Regions from separate parts of the Sus scrofa genome. Here region 2 is linked to region 1. A link is a contact called in public HiChIP or PLAC-seq data. All regions are on one chromosome and are shown on one strand. The core of a region is the stretch at or near the end of the contact, and the rest is flanking DNA. Distances in the headings are between cores, read along the strand shown.

The links. HiChIP or PLAC-seq counts read pairs in DNA pulled down with a chosen protein or histone mark.
Region 2: a contact with region 1 is called in an H3K27ac HiChIP or PLAC-seq map of alveolar macrophages. The contact joins the promoter of CAB39 here to the promoter of SP110 in region 1. A contact is called at or near these places in 1 of 5 promoter capture datasets (liver) and 1 of 2 datasets of contacts at active chromatin or transcription factors (alveolar macrophages).

The regions. Positions count from the first base shown.
Region 1 is chr15:131,223,375-131,228,851 of Sscrofa11.1, forward strand. It overlaps SP110 (sp110 nuclear body protein), which reads right to left and starts at 3,169. Exons shown (of 17, transcript XM_021075649.1): 1 at 3,040-3,169; 2 at 1-92. The coding sequence starts at 3,059. It overlaps SP140 (nuclear body protein SP140), which reads left to right and starts at 1,931. Exons shown (of 25, transcript XM_021075644.1): 1 at 1,931-2,121.
Region 2 is chr15:131,489,537-131,495,013 of Sscrofa11.1, forward strand. CAB39 (calcium-binding protein 39) reads left to right here and starts at 3,039. Exons shown (of 9, transcript XM_021075733.1): 1 at 3,039-3,417.

The DNA of each region.
Region 1 (5,477 bases), core at 1,919-4,418:
ATGGCTTATTTATGGCATAAGCAATCTCCAGCTTCTGATGGATGAAGTGCTGAAAAAGAGCCTCTTCTAAGGGCCTGGTCATGGTGATTCTCCTATGAAAGGGGCACGAGAGAAAAAGAGAAGCAAAGACTTTGAAGAGTTTGGGGAGCCATGCTCTGTGCTGCAGAGGCATCTGAAGACCAGCATTTTGGTCCCGAAGGCATCCCTTAGCAGTCTGCAAAGCCGTACCTGCTGGAACGATGCAGGGGTATGGGCAGAAGTGAAAGTGCCCAGCAACAACAGAGGCTGAAAGTGACTAATAATACAATGCTGAAATCCCAAAGGGGCTGCTGGTTACTCTAAGGCAGGATTAAACAGAGCTACTATCTACTGACTGGTTCCCATGCGGCAGACTTTTTTCCTAAGGGTTTTACATACTTGTTTGGTCTTCGCAAAATGCTTTCAATTTTGATTGCACCTATTTATACCGCCAAGGGCACTGAGACATAGAGAGGTTGAATAACTTGCCCTAAACTGCAAAACTTGAAAGTGGTTAAAGAGGAACAAACTCCGACTTCCTGGTTCCAGGCGTACAGTCATAAGCATGAGCTGTGGCTACAGTGAACTGAGCTAACCAAGACTGGGACTCAGCCTAAGGTATATACATTACCAATGCTCATGCCAAGGGACCACCCAAAGATGGGTAGAGAGTTGGAAACCTGATAATATTTAGAAACTTCATAAAACCACCTACAATCTCTGCCTACAAACAGGCCTAATATAAACAAGAACATGAAGGATGTGAAAGGCATGATTAGTAAAGGTGAGGTGCCTGATATATTTAATGTATCAATTTCACATCTCAGAACAGGCAAGCGTCTCTTCCCTTGCCCAGCTGGCATTTATAAATATTGACCATTTTTAGGCCATGAGAAAATATTAGTAAGCAATTATCCGAAAATGTACCTATGACATGACATTCTTTTTTTTTTTTTTGCTTTCTAGGGCTGCACCTGCAGCATGTGGAAGTTCCCAGGCTAGGGGTCAAATCGGAGCTACAGTTGCTGGCCTTCATCACAGCCACAGCAACGTGGGATCTGAGCTTCATTTGTGACTTGCACCACAGCTCACAGGCAATGCTGGTTCCTTAATCCACTGAGTGAGGCCAGGGATTGAACCTGCATCCTCATGGTTCCTAGTCAGGTTCGTTAACCACTGAGCCACGAAAGGAACTCCTAGAAAAGGTACCTATTACATTTTTTTCCCCATCTTTTTCCTTTTCTAGGGCCACACCTGTGGCATATGGGGGTTCCCAAGCTAGGGGTCTCATCAGAGCTGTAGCTGCTGGCCTACACCAGATCCAAGCCTCATCTTCGACCTACACCACAGCTCACGGCACTGCCGGATTCTTCACCCATTGAGCGAGGCCAGGGATCGAACCTGAAACCTCATGGTTCCTGGTCAGATTCGCTAACCACTGAGCCACGACGGGAACTCGAACATACCTATTACCCTATTGACAAATGGTTAAGAAAAGGGAAAGCACTAACAAAAAATGGAATAACCTAGAGATTTTTATGGAATAAAACACAGATCCCATTTTTCCATTTGATGTCAAAGAGAAAGTTGAGCTATAATTCATGACTATTTCTAGGGACTTAATCCCAGTGGCAGGTTAAGCACTCCTGTCTCTTTTTCCTCATTCCTGAACACTTTAACAGAAAAAAAAAATGTTATCAAAAACAATAATCCACAACAGTACTGGCAACCACAAGAAGAGACGTAGGGGGTCTATAATCATGAAGAAATCCTGGAGGACAGAGAAGAGATGGGAAAGAAGTCTGCTGTTTACCATCTGCACGGGAAATGTGGGGCAAAAATCAATTCAGAGCCAGAAAAGGTCAGGATGGTCACATGCTAGGAAGAGGAAGGGGCCCCGGATGACTAATTTTACTACAGCGTTCTGAGCAAAACACCTGCCGTGTTCCTCACTCTTCATCTGCTACAATTGCCAGGGATGAAGGCGAAGCACAGAGAGGTTCATTAACTAGCCCGAGGTATTCATGGGCAAAGCGGACTCATCTGACCAAAGCCCCTCTTCTCACCAGTGCAGGATACTGCGTCCCGTACGTGAGTGTTCAGGTTTGTATTATGCACAAGAATCTTAAAAATCAATAAGTAAAGATAAATATCAGCGAGAAAAAGAAAAGGAAAGGCATAAACAAGAAATTAAGTCAAATGTACAATGAATGTATGACAAACACGGCAACTTGCTAGAGGTCAGGTCAGAACAGGGCAAAGACAATCTGATAACATGTTTGCCAACCAAACTGGCCAAGATAGAAAACAATCAGAGACACTGCTAGAGGTTAATTTAGTAATCCTTATCAAATCTCCTAAAATTTGTATGCCCTTGAGTCTTAAATTCCACTTCTAGGAATTTTTTTTTTTTTGAAAAGCGTATTCACTAAGAATGGGAAAAGTAATCATAACAAATACATTTTTAAAAAGCAAACTGTCTGCCTGACACAATGCTGTGCTTAACAGCATCCTGAAAGTCCCTCTGCATTTGTTTCTAGATCATCTCCCTGACTCTGGGAATTTATTTCAAGAAAATAATCATGAATGTGCTTAAGGAAAAAATATTAAGAAGTTGATATGTGAGAGAGGAAATTAAATGCACTCTCCTTGTTTTCTCTTTCCCACGAGTGTCCCAGCTCCCTCGGGTCCCTTGTACTATGAATAATGAATGAGCTGCCTGGTTGGGGCAGAGGCAGGGTCACTGCACGGACAAGGAAGTACAGAGGAAATCTCAAGCTCCGTTTGCAATAACAGGCTAGAATTTGGGGGTGGGGGAGTTGTGTGTTTGCTTCCCCGGTTCTTCTGTCTTCTTTTTAACAGTCTCCTATTAAGTCCCACCCACCCTCTCTATCTCTTTGGAAAACGGAATTTTACAGAGAGAGAGAGAGAGAGCCTCACCCTGCTGCTGCGGCCAGAACAGGACCTGGGGAAGCCAATCACCAAAAGCTGAATAAAGCAGCCGAGGCAAAAAAAACCCACCTGGATACTGAGACTGCCATCTGTTCCTTTCCCTTTCCAGGTCCAGGGGCTCTCCCAGGATGGCTCTGGAAGCCTGGGAGCAGGGCAGGGAGGTAGGTTAGGCAAAACAGGAAGTCTGTGCTTTGGGGCTCAGGGTGAGGGCCAGGCTTCCCGAGGAAAGGAAAGTGAAAGCAAAGTGAAAGCATTGAACGGACTGTGCAGAGCTGAAGGTAAGACCTCATTTCTCGCAGCTTCTCGGCACCTCCCGGTACTTGTGAGATTCCCAGGGGACTTGGGGGTCGTGGGATTGGTGGTTTGAGAGGTGGTCCAGCTGGGGAGGAGGGTACTGTGAGGAGGGGGCGTGCGGTCCGAAGGACGTGGTTGGGGCGGGGGGTTATGCTATCTATTTACATCTGTACCTACCTCTGTTTCTTTAGGACTCGTCCTCCTACACTTTTTGGGGTGATGAAAATGTCCCTAAGCTTAATTGTGGGGATGATGATGTTACACCAAGGAATCCATTTACTAGAAATCATCACACTTAAAAAAAATAAAAATAAAAACAAAGGGGAGGGGTGACTCAGAAATGCCTATACTTTGTCAGGATAAAATTATTACTGAAGAAAATTGAAATTTAAAAAGAAACCTGAATAGAAACTTAAATCCTGCAGTGGTGGGCAGATCCCAGAGAGAACTGGGGCCAGGAGAAGGTTCTAAAACAGCCGCTCCAGGGAGACAGGGAACACTCCCTCTAAACATCCTATTAAAGATTGCTAATATGTGGAGTTCCTGTCGTGGCTCAGTGGTTAACGTATCCGGCTAGGATCCATGAGGTTTGGGGTTCAATTCCTGGCCTCGCTCAGTAGGTTAAGGATCGGGCGTTGCCGTGAGCTGTGGTGTGGGTCACAGATGCGGCTCGGATCCGGGTTGCTGTGGCTCTGGCTCTGATTCGACCCCTAACCTGGGAACCTCTATATGCGGCGGGAGCGGCCCTAGAAAAGGCAAAAAGACAAAAACAAAACAAAACAAAAAAGATTTCTAATATGTACTGTGAGAAATCCTTCTCTAAGAAGTCTGTTTAACCTTACTTAAATCAATGATTTGAAAATGTACTTGGGACCTCTCCTAACAGGACACTTATAAATCAGAAAAAAAGATGGGAAACACAGTTCTAGAGTCTAAGAAACCTTGAAACCAAGGCTAGCATACGTGGGCACGAGCTCAATTTGATGGGAGTATAAAAATGCATCATCTTAAGTGTGCATTTCGATGCGATTTAACAAACGTCATCATAACCACAGTTAAGATACAGGCCATTTCCATCATCCCAGAAAGTCCCCTTGTGCCCTTCGCCAATAGTTTCCTCCTCAGTCCCAGCACTGGGCAATCACTGATCTACTTTCACTATGTCTACGGATTTGTTTTGTCTGCACTAAATTTCTATGTAAATGGTAACGCACAATGTGCACTTTTTTTTTTTTTTTTGGTCTTTTTAGGGCCACACCTGCAGCACATGGAATTTCCCTGGCTAGGGGCTGAATCAGAGCTGTAGCCTCTGGCCTCTACCACAGCCATGGCAATGCCAGATCTGAGACGCATCTGCGATCACCTGAGACGCGTCTGTGATCTACACCACAGTTCATGGCAACTCCAGATCTTGAACCCACTGAATGAGGCTAGGGGTCAAACCTGCATCCTCATGCTTACTAGTCGGGTTCATTATATTACCGCTGAGCCACGATGGGAGCTCCCACACAGCATACACATTTTTTTGTTTTTGTTTTTGTTTTGTCTTTTTGCCTTTTTTCTAGGGCCACACCCGCAGCATATGGAAGTTCCCAGACTAGGGGTCCGATCAGAGCTGCAGCTGCCGGCCCACGCCAGAACCACAGCAACACAGGATCCGAACCGTGTCTGCGACTGCACACAACTCATGGCAACGCTGGATCCTTAACCCACTGAGCAAGGCCAGGGATCAAACCTGCAACCTCATGGTTCCTAGTCCAATTCATTAACCACTGCGCCACGACGGGAACTCCTACACGTTTTGATGTACGACTTCTTCTGCTCATCATAATGCTTTTGCTGTGCATCACTATTTTGAGGACCAGTAATTTATTCCTCTCTAGCACGGGTGCTGCCCACCTCTTGCTCATCCTGTCTGATCACCATGATGTCACCAACATAGTCGATCCATGTCCAGCTCTCTGGGATGTCCGGGTGATCCCGATCTCCTTGGACTATATCATGACAGAAGGCGAGTGAGTGAATATAACCTGGAGACAGTTGTAAAGGAATAATCTTATCTGTCATGTGAAAATGAAAATGATTTCTTATCCTCCTTTTTAAATCGGAATGGAAGGCACATAGTTGCCAAATCAATGTTCACATAGCATGACCTGGACTGGGGATCTTGCTGCCTAGCCTGCCTTATTTTCTTACTCCAATCCTCCAGCCTT
Region 2 (5,477 bases), core at 1,789-4,288, 270 kb after region 1:
CAACACGACCCTCAGGCTATGTACGGGGATGGGCCTTGTCATTCTTTTTTTTTTTTTTTTTTTTTTTTGGTCTTTTTGCCTTTTCTAGGGCCGCTTCCCACGGCATATGGAGGTTCCCAGGCTAGGGGCTGAATCGGAGCTGTAGCTGCAGCCTACGCCAGAGCCACAGCAACTCGGGATCCGAGCCGCGTCTGCGACCTACACCGCAGCTCACGACAACGCCGGATCATCAACCCACTGAGCATGGCCAGGGATCGAACCTGCAACCCCATGGTTCCTAGTGGGATTCGTTAACCACTGCGCCATGATGGAAACTCCAGGCCTTGTCATTTGCTGGAAACTGCCCCTTGCATGATCTCTGGGGAGGCAATCTGGCTCTCCCACCAGCATCGCCTCCTTTCCGGCTCACTCTGCCCACTGTCCTGATTTTACGGTCCTTTCACGTGTCATTCCGTAGATCCCACTACCACTTTCGCGGGGTCTCTGCCCTCCCACTGCTCCCCCCATCCCTCACGCTCTCCCATCTGGCTTGGAGGCCACGGGCGGCCATTGTTATTACTACTTCCTTGTATATATCCTCCTTTCTTTCCCTTTTTTCTCTTCATGGATTATCAAACAAAAATAAGCCTGGATGAATCCAAGCCCTCACTGTCCTGGGCTTGCACCTTCCCAGCAGAATGTGGCCTCTGAGAAACACAGACTAACCCTGCTGACTGGCCCTTACCCCTTCTCCTCGCCCTCCACACTCTGAGCTGATGACCTCACTTCCTGTTTCCCTGCGCAAAGAGAAGCCCTCAAAGGGAACTGCACCTGTTCTAGCCCCTCATCCATGCAGCTGCTGGCCTTCTGTTAGGGTGAGTGAACTTGACCTTGCTGGTCTCCAAGGTCAGACTCCTCCACTGTGCGCTGCAACCTTCTCTTCTTGCTCCCTCAAAGATAACTCTTCAGAACATGCCCCCACCCCCGCTCTAGTCATCCTCAAATTTTCCCTCACTACTGAATACTCCCATCAGCAAACTAAGGTGGCTCTAACAGCTTCATTCTCAAAAACTGAAATAAAGCAAAAAAAAAAAAAAAAATCTGTTTTGACTCCACATTTCCCTCCAGCTACCACCCCATTTCTCTGCTCCCCTTTACAGCAAAGCGTCAAGAAAAGTTGTTTACACTCATGGTCCCTCTTTCTACAGCCTCATTCTTCCTAGAGGCTACTCTGGTCAAGCTTTCCCACTCACCTCTGCTGAAATAGCTCTTACCAAGGCCACTAGTTGCCTCTATGGCACTGACACCAATGACCAATCACCAGTACTTACCTTCCTTGAACTATGAGCTGCTGTTGGAGGCATGGATCCATCTTCTATCACTCGTCTTCCAGCACATAAAGATCCTCCAGCCACCCTGGCTCCTCTCAGGATCCTTTGCTGGTCCCTTGTCATCAACCTGACTTTTCAATGTTGGGGGCCCTGGCTCATCCTTGCCTTGTCTTTTATCAACACTCTCTCCCTAAATGATCTCATTGAGTCCTGAGATCTTACTTACTCTGAAGACTCCCCCAACTCTATCTCCAGCCCAGACCTCTCCCCCAAACCCCAGACTTCCACAGTGAGCTTCCTACTTGGGTGTCTAACAGGCAGCTTAAGCTTAATATGCCTCCAAGTGTATTTCTGAGCAACTCCTGTATCTGTTTCTGTATGAGTCTTCTTCATTTCACCAAATTTTTATCTTCCAGTTGCTTGAGAAAACAAACAAACCAAAAAACCCCTCAGAGACCAGCAACATCAGGTCAGCTCTACCTTTTAAATGTGTCTAGAACCTGACCACTTCTTTAGGCTTCCACTGCTTTCATCCTGGGTCTTGCCAGTCTTCTTATCACCAGATTATTTCAGAAGACTTCTAACTGATGTCCTGGCTGAAGCCCTCAGGCCGCTCAGGCTGGTCTTCACACCGCAATCAGAGTTATCCTTTTGAAATATTAGACCACATCCTTTCTCTGCTCAAACCCCTCCAAACAGCTCCCCATCTCATTCAGAGTAAAAGCCAAAGTCCTCACTTTAGCCTATAGGGTCTCCCCTCTTCCCTCATCTCCATCCACTCCCCTTTCCCAGGGGTCATGTTTTGCTGCAAGGTATCCCACCTGAGGGGCTTTGTCCTGGCTGTTCCCTCTGCCTTTCCATACACATATCTCACAGCAGGAGCGCTGTAAACAGCAATAGCCTGCACTCTCTCCCCTCCTTAGCCCAATTTCCATAACACTGAAAAGCATCTAATGTCATACATATGTCTGTTTATTTATTTATTGTCTCAGGAGCAGGGTCTCTTTTGTTCACTGCTCCACTATCTAGAAGAGTGCCTGGCACACAGCAGATACTCAAGAACACCTGTTCGATTGCAAATTAAAGAAACAAAAATGTACACGTGTGGCATGTTCATGTACCAGAGTCTGTTGTCAGAGCTTTGCAATGCATTGTCTCGTTCATCCTCATAAACTTATGGTACTGTATGTACTCTTATATTTGTGCATGTGTGTGTGTGTGTGTGAGAGAGAGAGAGAGAGTGGAAGAACATAGGAATGGAGTCAGGCAATAGCCTATGGTGACTGAATGGTGGAGTTGAGGTTTAAATCCAGGCTTTGAATCCTATTAAGAGTGATCATTCTATCACTTTCTACGCTCTCTTGGAGGATGTTAAAATGAGAGTGATCCGTCTCTGGCAAGTATGAAGGAATCAATCTGCACAACTTGGTCCCTGGCCTTTAGCCGAAACGAAGCTTTGTTAAGAGTTCAGGAAGTGGTCGCACAAAGTGGATTTAGGATCCCTCTGGCAAGAGCGCTGAGGCAGAGAAGCGGCTGGGCACCAACACTTCAGTGGCAGGTGAAAGGAGAGGAACTCTTCCCCTCTGCTTCCGCTTTCCCCCAGCCGCCTCCGCCTCAGGCCTCAGCGCGGACTCCTACGCCCGAGTCCGCCCAGCCGCCTGGGGGCGCCCGAGGCTGAAGGGGGCGTTGCGGCGCCGCCCGACGTCGCGCCCTCGGCGGCTGCGCAGTGCGCACGTCAAAGCCGGGCTCGGGCCGGGAGCGGGGAGCGGCGCGGCCTGGGAGAGACTGAGCCTCCGGGAGCCGGGCGAAAGCGAGGGTGAAGGCGGCGCGGGGCCCCGCAGCAGAGCCGTAGCCGCAGCCCAAGAGAGCGAGCGAGCGCAGCAGTGCGGCGGCCGCCGCGGGAGCCCCTGGGCCGCCGTCCGCCCGCGCAGCCGCCGCCGCCGCCGCGGGATCCTGTCGCTGGGAGCAGGAGCGGGCGGAAGACAACGGAGGGGCCGAGCGGCCGAGCCGCGCCGCGGGGACCGAGCGAGCAGCCCGAGGCGTCGGCGGCCGAGGACGGGGACGGCGACGACGCGGAGGCTGAGAGGGAGCCGCCCGGCCCAGCTCCGTGAGTGACCCCCGGCCCGACCCAGCTCGCGGCGTGGACGCCCGCCCGGCTTCCGCCTGCCCTGCCCGGCCCGTCACCGGCCCGGGGCTGCCTCCATTTTCTCGGGTGGTGGAGGCGGCCCCGGCCCGGTATCGGCGGGAGCGGCCCGGTCTGCCCTCTCCGCCCGGCCCGGGCCCCTCGCGGAGCCTACCCCCCTCGTCGTCCTCGCCGGCTCGGCGCCCAGGGGCCTGCAGCCGGGGCTGCGGGGCGCCACGCTCTCCTGCAAGCCCTCCGCAGTTCTTTGGCGGGGCTGGCGGCATGGGGGCGTTCGCGGCCGGAGCCCCGAGGGCAGGCGAGTGCGGGCCGGGCCAACTGTCACTCCCGCCGCGCAAGGGATCCGGCCACCTTGCTCCTGGCCCCTGGTAAACTTCCTGTTATCGGGAGGCAGATAGCATCTCTGTGGTCTGCATTTCGGGAAGATGCCTAACTGTTTTCTGGTTAGGAATTGTGCGGCCAGAGCGTTCCCGAGGTCGGTTGAACCAGCCTGCTCGCTGACTGCCTGCAGGCGCTCTGGTCGGTCCGCGCCGGAGGGATTCGAAGGTGAACCCCGGCTCGCGGTCCCCTCCCCCGAGGAGCTTACATTCTGGCGTGGGTGATAAGGCGAGTACACAAATGACTACGATACCAGGAAGGAGATGATAAGTCCTATGAAAGAACTACAAAATGCTAGAAGGGTACCCGGAGAAGACCGGCCCGATCGATCACTTCCGCCTAGCAGAAATCTGAAGGCTTCCTGGGCGAGGCTGTGCAAAGTGGGGTCTTGAAGGCCAGATGGGATTTGGGAGAGAGGAGGGTTGCAGAAGAGGAGCAGTGTGTTGGAGGAGCAGCAACGCTAGAGGACAAAGGTAAAAAGGCATAGTCGGAAATAGTAGATAATGCAGTTTGTCGTGGGGGGCAGTGGGGGGTAGGCCAAAGAGTTGGGGGGCAGATCCTTGAATGCCGTAGAGGAGCTATTTGAGTGGCATTCTAAGGGTAACTTAGAGCTCATTTCTCAGTGACTCATGGGCCCGGAAATGTAAGCTAGGAGATGTTAAAGGCGCTCTTATGAAAGAAAGGAGAGAAGGAGGCCCAGTACAGAACTGACGTTCTGTGCCTTGAACGTCATGCAGTTTGAGATCGATTTTGACAGCTTTCCGGATATTCAAATAAATCCACGTCCAGGCTAAGCAAAATACCTTTTGTGCAAAGCTTCATTCGATGTTAGGCTCTTAAGAAGTGAGGGAAAGATGTATATAAAATAAGCTCATCTGCACGTAAGGTGTTTCTCTTGGTGCTCTTCACTAAAATGCATCAGAACTTCCAGCGCTCTGTATTAGGTGTCTGCATTTTGGAATTACTGAGCTGAACATCACTTCTTTGAGTTGGCTTTTGGGTAAGGCCATCTACGTTGATGGTTTAAAAAATCAGACTGTCCAACTTTGTATCCCAGAAGATTAGTAACATAGAACTTTTTTTAGGTAAAAATTTCTTTATTAGTTTTTAGTTGTGAAAATTCTTATAGGCGAGCCAGAGGTGAAAATCTGAGGCTTTACTTTGTTTCTTTTTTTTCACCCATATCACTAGCAAATAATTAGCAGCTGTATTTGAAGTTTAGAAATATGATCTATGGAAGCAGCTTAGAACCTTTTTGGTTTTGTAAGAACTTTGTTGTTTGCTCATATGACAAGTGAATGTCAACTTCTCTCAGGTGAAAAGGCTTGTAGAATGCAGGAAGTACATAGAATTTTAAAAAATTATCTTAGCTGTAATCTTACCACTTAGATTTTGTTACTGTTAACATTTTTTCGTATTTCCTTTTCAGTCTTCTTATGTTATTTTTCTCTTAATGAAGTCATCTATAAAGTATATATCTTCTATTAGGCTTTCCTTTTTTTGTCATTAAATATCTCCATATAAAAGGTTTTTAGGGGAGTTCCCTGGTGGTCTAGTGATTAGGATTGGGCACTTTCACCACTGCAGCCCAGGTTCAGTCCCTGGTCTGGGAACTGAGATCCCTCACCATGGCACTGCGGACCATGGCC